2 separate regions of the Gossypium hirsutum genome follow, and region 1 is linked to region 2. The links are chromatin contacts, called in public Hi-C maps. All regions are on one chromosome and are shown on one strand. The core of a region is the stretch at or near the end of the contact, and the rest is flanking DNA. Distances in the headings are between cores, read along the strand shown. Region 1 holds the start of LOC107935803 (probable gamma-secretase subunit PEN-2). Region 2 holds the start of LOC107959478.

What was found. A called contact is a pair of places that touch in the nucleus more often than the background predicts.
Region 1: a contact with region 2 is called in a Hi-C map of leaf, with 2.2 times the contacts expected there. The contact joins the promoter of LOC107935803 here to the promoter of LOC107959478 in region 2. A contact is called at or near these places in 5 of 34 Hi-C or Micro-C datasets (hypocotyl and leaf).

What each region holds. Positions count from the first base shown.
Region 1 is chrD04:5,121,918-5,125,259 of Gossypium_hirsutum_v2.1, reverse strand. It overlaps LOC107935803 (probable gamma-secretase subunit PEN-2), which reads right to left and starts at 1,333. Exons shown (of 2, transcript XM_016868422.2): 1 at 988-1,333. The coding sequence starts at 1,267.
Region 2 is chrD04:4,856,151-4,859,222 of Gossypium_hirsutum_v2.1, reverse strand. It overlaps LOC107959478, which reads right to left and starts at 1,356. Exons shown (of 4, transcript XM_041091747.1): 1 at 1,007-1,356; 2 at 808-913. The coding sequence starts at 1,195.

The DNA of each region.
Region 1 (3,342 bases), core at 84-2,583, 270 kb before region 2:
GAACATACCAAGTTCCTTGAAACTATGGTCAATGCAGTATAAAACTAGTTTACTTCTCCACAGCATATAAGCCAAGAGAAAGGATAGAGAAATCAGTTGTCAGGAAACACTAAACAATTTACCTTTCCATCTCAGTAATGTCAATATGGAGCAGAATAAGTTAAATGGAATGGCTTTTAACCTTGCCTATTAATCATTTTAATTGGTAAACCAAATTCTGGGCAACATTCCAGGCTGTAATGTTGGACTTCAAATAAGGCTATTGGGTTCCAATGAAACAATGTACAAGCTCCTATTTACTTGGTTCCAAATAGATTCTATAAAGAGCCAATAGCTACTAACTTGAAATTATGTAGGCCAAACCAACTTAGATTAAATGCAAATGATTATTACAATATCAACGGATCAAATTCAAGTCCAAAGAGTTTGTCTTAGACAATTATAACTTCTTTTTTTGCCTTTCACTAACCAAACTGTGAACTTTAAATAAATAGACTAAAGTCTTATTAGTCTAAATATTCATTGCAATACTTCTAGCGTTTGCATGTTGATTGCTCAAATTTTACTTAATAATAATAATGTATTTAACTTGTGATCAGCAAATAACTAAATATAACTTACATTCAATCATATAATTGTTCAATAGACAAGTAAAACCACGTACTTTAGTTATTCAAAAATACTAAATTTTCAATTTTAATTATTTAAAATTTTAAGTATACCTTACAATTTTTTTCATCCATATGAATTCTCAAGTCAAAAGCTAAAAAAAAAAAAAAGAAGGTAAAAGGCAACAACAGCCAATAAATCCTATGATTTCCATAGATTGATCTACTACATAGCAACTTAAATTGAAATTCTTAATCAATTCGCTAAAGACAAAAACATCAAAGCAGCAACAAGAATTTGGAAAAGAAATCGAAAAATTCTCGATTAAATAAACAAATAAAGGAAATATTAAATAATGTGAGAAGAAAGTGAAATTACAGGGGCGAAGGCGAGGGAAGGAGCGAGAGTGACGGAGAACAGGCCAGAAGTAGAAGCAATTGATGGCCCAAAGAAAAGGCAGAAGCGCGTAGCCGAACTTGTAGAACCTCCGAGCGTAGGCTAACGATTCTTCCTCCGACAGGCCCAACGGACCGTCGATTGTGGGCCACACCGGCGTCGATGACAGTATAGAATTGCTATTGTTTGTGTAATTGCTGTTAGGGTTAGGGTGAGGGTTCAGGGCTGCGTTCGCTGATGCCTGCGACTGTGAGGCTTCCATTTCGGATCTACTGCTCCGAAACGATGTCGTTGGAGCTGAAACCTTGTGCTTTGCTCTTGGGAGAAGACCCTTCCGTTTAATTAAGTGACTTAATTATTAGTAAATTTCTTTTCTGATCCCTCTAATTATGGAAAATTATAAAATAATCATCCATCTATTAGTATTTTTTTTGGTCATTTAACTGTGAAAATTTATTAAATGGTCATCCAATCATTCAATTTTTCTTTTTTATCACCAAATTGCAAACGTTGACAGCTTTTAAAATTATCATAATAGTAATTTTAACCCTCAATATTTATATATTATATTTTTTATTATAAAAATCTAACCTTCAACATTCAAAATTTGTGTAATTTAATCTTTTTTGCAATTCTTCTTTTCTTTGTGATCTTTTCACTTAAAATCCCAAAAATAAAATTATTCTAACCTTCAACATTCAAAATTTGTGTAATTGGATTTTTTTGCAATTTTTCTTTTCTTTGTGATCCTTTCACTTAAAACCCCTAAAAATAAATCTATAAACTAAATTTGATTAACACTCAAAAATCTAAAATAATAATTCAAAATTCATCTTTTCTCGTTCTTTTGAAATTAACCTTCAATGTCACAAAGAAAAGTAAAATTGCAAAAAAGAAAATTATCAAATTACACAATATGTGAATGTTGAGTGTTACCTTTTTTAAAATCAAGATTAAATTGACATAATTATAAATGTTGAGAGTTAATATTGCTATTATGCCAATTTTAAAAGTTGTCTGGTGACCAGAAAATACAATATTAAATAGTTGGGTTACCATTTGTAATTTTTCATTGTTGGGTGATCAAAAAAAATTTACTATAATTGAATAACCATCTTATAACTTTTCATAATCAGGTGATAAAAAAACACTAATATTTCGATGACTATTAATATAGTTTACCCAAAACAAAATCTACCTAACCAAACTTATTAATAAATATTAAATTTAAAAATATAAATATTACAAATTTAATTATTAATATTGTTAAAATTTTTCTATTATTATATTAAGGCCCATCCTACTACTAATAAATATCGAAATATAAATATCACTATATGTTTAAAATAGATTTTAAGCTTTTATATTTTTGTTAAATTTCGATATTAAATAAATTAATTTTTTGAAAAATTGAAGAAATTTAATTCTTATTAATTTCGATATTAAGCAATTAAACAAAATTAATTACGGTGTGAATGTTTCAATTTTACATAACTTTAATTGGTATAATAATCAATTTAACATTCAATATTTATTTATTTGGTAAATTTAGTCTTAATTTTAAAAAATTTAAAAAATTTAACTCTTAATATTCATACATTTGTCAATTTGATTCTAATTATTAAAAAATTTATCTGCAAATTAAAAAATATACATGGAATTTTATGTATTTTTAATTTTAATTCCTTTGAATGTTTTTTCTCTCATCTCGTCTTCGTTTCTTCCTCAGCCAAAGAAAGTAAACCCATTTCTCCCTCAACTGCAGAAAGCAAATTTAGAACTCATGTATTCCTCAAGTCCAAAATAAAAACCAAAATGATATTTTAAAAGATCAAAACCTTCTTTGTTTTCAAAATCCCAACTCGAAACAGCCGATTTTTTATTTTTGTGAGTGGATATATATGGCTCCTTGCTTGTTTGTGAATCATTATGGTTATATTTGTATTGTGATGTTTTCAGAGTTAGAAATTATGTGTTTGTATGTTCATGTAAATCATGTATCCCTTGTGGGTTTTCTGGATTCTTGGCATGAACAGTGAAGTTCAAAGAGTTATCTTTTGGGGGTTTTATGTTTGCAATGACTTTTGATTCATCTCTAAGTTCCATCCATTGCAATAATAAATTACATTTGACTAATGAACAAGCCTATGAAGCTTTAGATTTTGGAGTACTGGGTTCAACTTTGTGAAGCATGGTCTGATGCAAAAATGGTGATGGATGGCAGCATGAGTGAGGGTTGTTGATTGGGTTTTATTTTATTTTTAAGAATTAGGATGAAATTGACAAGTGTGTAAGTGTTAAAAAAAGATAAATTTATTGAATTTTTTTTAGAATTAT
Region 2 (3,072 bases), core at 107-2,606:
AACACTCACCCATGAGTCCAGGTAACATAAAATCTATCAAGTCAGAAGCTCAGATGCTAGAATCCATTCTTATATAAAAATTTATCAGTAAATGGTGAAGAGATTCTTCTTCTAATTCAAGGAGAATTGTCTGCTATACTAGAAATCCAAAACTCTTTATCACAAAAGACCAACTAGAGTACATCATAACAAGTAGTGATCTCTAGATATTATCCAGATCAGTACTACATGGGAACAATAACGGAATTAATGCAAACAACAAGATCCTCTTCAAAAGCATACATTAATTTAGGATGCAAACCATTACAAATTCCCTTTTATTATTATTTTTGTTACTTGCCTTTTGTTATTAGCTTTTAACTTGCAAAATAATTTGTTATAAGACAAAAGCAACAGGATAATTGATTTAAAAGGAAAATGGCCCCAAGATAAAACTGATTGCAACATCGTTTCTTTTTTTTTTTTCAAATAAATGTCAAGACGATTAAAATTTTAATACTCAAAACTATAGAATTCACTCTAGCATCCAAACACACTAGTTGCCTTGCTGCTTTTGAAAATTAAGATAAATAAATAACAATCAGACAGAGTCCTTCAGTACTTTGTTTGCATAAGCAAGGACAAAATCGTATAACTGTTAACATAAATGAACTCTATAAAAGAAAATTCTCAACTTAAAGCCATATCACAACATTCAAATTTCAAACAACCCAATGCTGAGAAGTAATCAACAAACAATTCCCAAATAATAAATCAATAAAAAAAACGACAAAATAGACCAAGAAATCAATCAAATGAATAAATTACCAGGACAATGATTAGAATCAAAAGCTGTAACCTGAAATTCCTCATCCGGGTCGTTGATAACAATGGATTCCCCTACTTCAATTCCCACGAACAAAGAATCATCAAGCTGCCAAACCACGAAAAAAAAAAAGAAAACAATCAGATAACAGAAAAAAAATTATTACAAATTCTAAAACCATGATAAAGAAAAAGGCAAAACCTGAGGATAGTGTAGGAGAACAAGGGATTTGGTGAGATGAGTTGAATAAATTGGATAAGAAAAGTGAGAGGAAATGCCAGAAGTATGATCTTTATGAGCATGGGTCAAGAAATGGTGCCTTTTTCTCTTCGAAGATGGACTGAACGTGTCCACTGAGAAAGGCAGCCCTTTGGGCATTTCGATTGGCATCTCTGCTTGATGATTATTTGATTTTGGCTGAGAAGTTCACGTGAATTTGAGGGATTTTCTTCCCTCAAAGCTTCCACAGGAAGGAAGAAAAAAGGGGGGAAAATGAAGTATTTTATTACGGAATTGAGTGGGAAACTGGAATTTGAGAATCGAAGAAGAGTAGTGACCAGCTGCATCTGTCTTTTTTTATACTTACTTAAAACCGACTCTCTCTTACAGGTCAACAGACCTGTCAATGGGTTCTGCTTATCTCGGGCTGGCCTGGCCCAAATTTAAAGTATATCTTTTTAAAAATATTTTTATTTAAATTTAATTATTAAAATATAAAATATTAATATAAAATAATATATTTTTATTATTTTTGGTGGAACAAGTTTGAGCCTGTTATTGATTTTTATTTTTAAAAAAATCGAGCCTTGATTTGATGTAATCTAATTTATGGACATTAATCTAAAGTTCAAAACTCATAATTATCATACTAATCACGTCTAGAATCATAATTAAGCTCTCGAAATCGAAATAAAGTATATCAAAATTATTGATAACTTTGAAAGAAGTTACAATAATTGGATATTTCTTAATTACAATGAAAATTCATTTGATTCTTCTCTCTTATTTGGCTGTGATCCAACAATCATACAGACTTGATTTTAAAAAGATGTGGTTTGGTTCAAGGGTCATCGAGACTTGATCTTGAAGTTGAGTTTGGCGAGATGTTTGTTCAAGAATTTGATTTGATTGGATTCAAATTGCGTTGAGACTTGATCTTGAATCACTAATGTTCGTTTCAATGGTCGTTGAAACTTGATCTTGGATAGTTGAGTCTGCTTAAAGGATCGTCAAGACTTTATCATTAAAACAAGTTTTGCCTCCTTTTTGTTGGTGCAACCAGATCGGATTGGGGAGAGCTTGTGTTCAAAACTACTATGGCGTTCATCAAATTTTCTTCGAGTTCTTTGATTTCTTCAAGAACTTTTTAGACTTTTTAGAGGATTTAGAGTCTGCAAAATCTTTCCTTCAGAAAACATCTGAAGTTGTCGAATGGCTTAGAAGTGACATCTTTTTATAATGCCAATGAGACAAATAAAGATATTTTTTTTTTGATTTAACTTCTTCATTCGAGTGTTTTATAAGAATTAACTCTTTTATTTATTATTTATCTCAAATTAATTTAATTAATTAGAGTTAAAATAATCGTTAAAGAATATAAGTTGTTTATAAAAAAATTCTAAAAATACAATAATATATAGTTGACATGTACTGTTAAATGGCAATGTATCAATTTTTTATTAAATAGATAGTTGACATGACATTTTTTATAAAAATATTCTGTATTATATGTTATGTCTTCAAATAATTTAAAATTAAAAAAATAATAAATTTATAATTATTTTCAAAATTTTAAAAAGTAATATTTTTTAAAAAATAACAAAAATATCATTAAAATTTCAAAAGTATAAAGAAATCGAGAATAACAAAAATTAATTAAAAATATAAAATTATTAAAATTTCTAATATAATTAAAGGGATTATAAAAAAATATCCATATTTATTGACGTGGCATATAAAATCATAAAAAATTCATATTAGCAGTCCATTTTAATAAAAATTTGATTTGTCACCATTTGGTTGTATACATCATCGACTTAACGGAAAATTTGCAACAACGTCCTAATTAATTTAAAGAATTTTTTAACGTACAAGAATTGATCTAAAACGTTAACTTGTAGTAGAGGGACTAAAATGAAATTCTGTTACTAACATAGGGAACTCTACTCTTATTCTAGTTTTGGGTAAAATTGTAGGAAAGTCCTTATACTATGCATTTTCGACTATTTTAGTCCTATTGTAATTTGATAATTTGTGTTCCCTCAAGT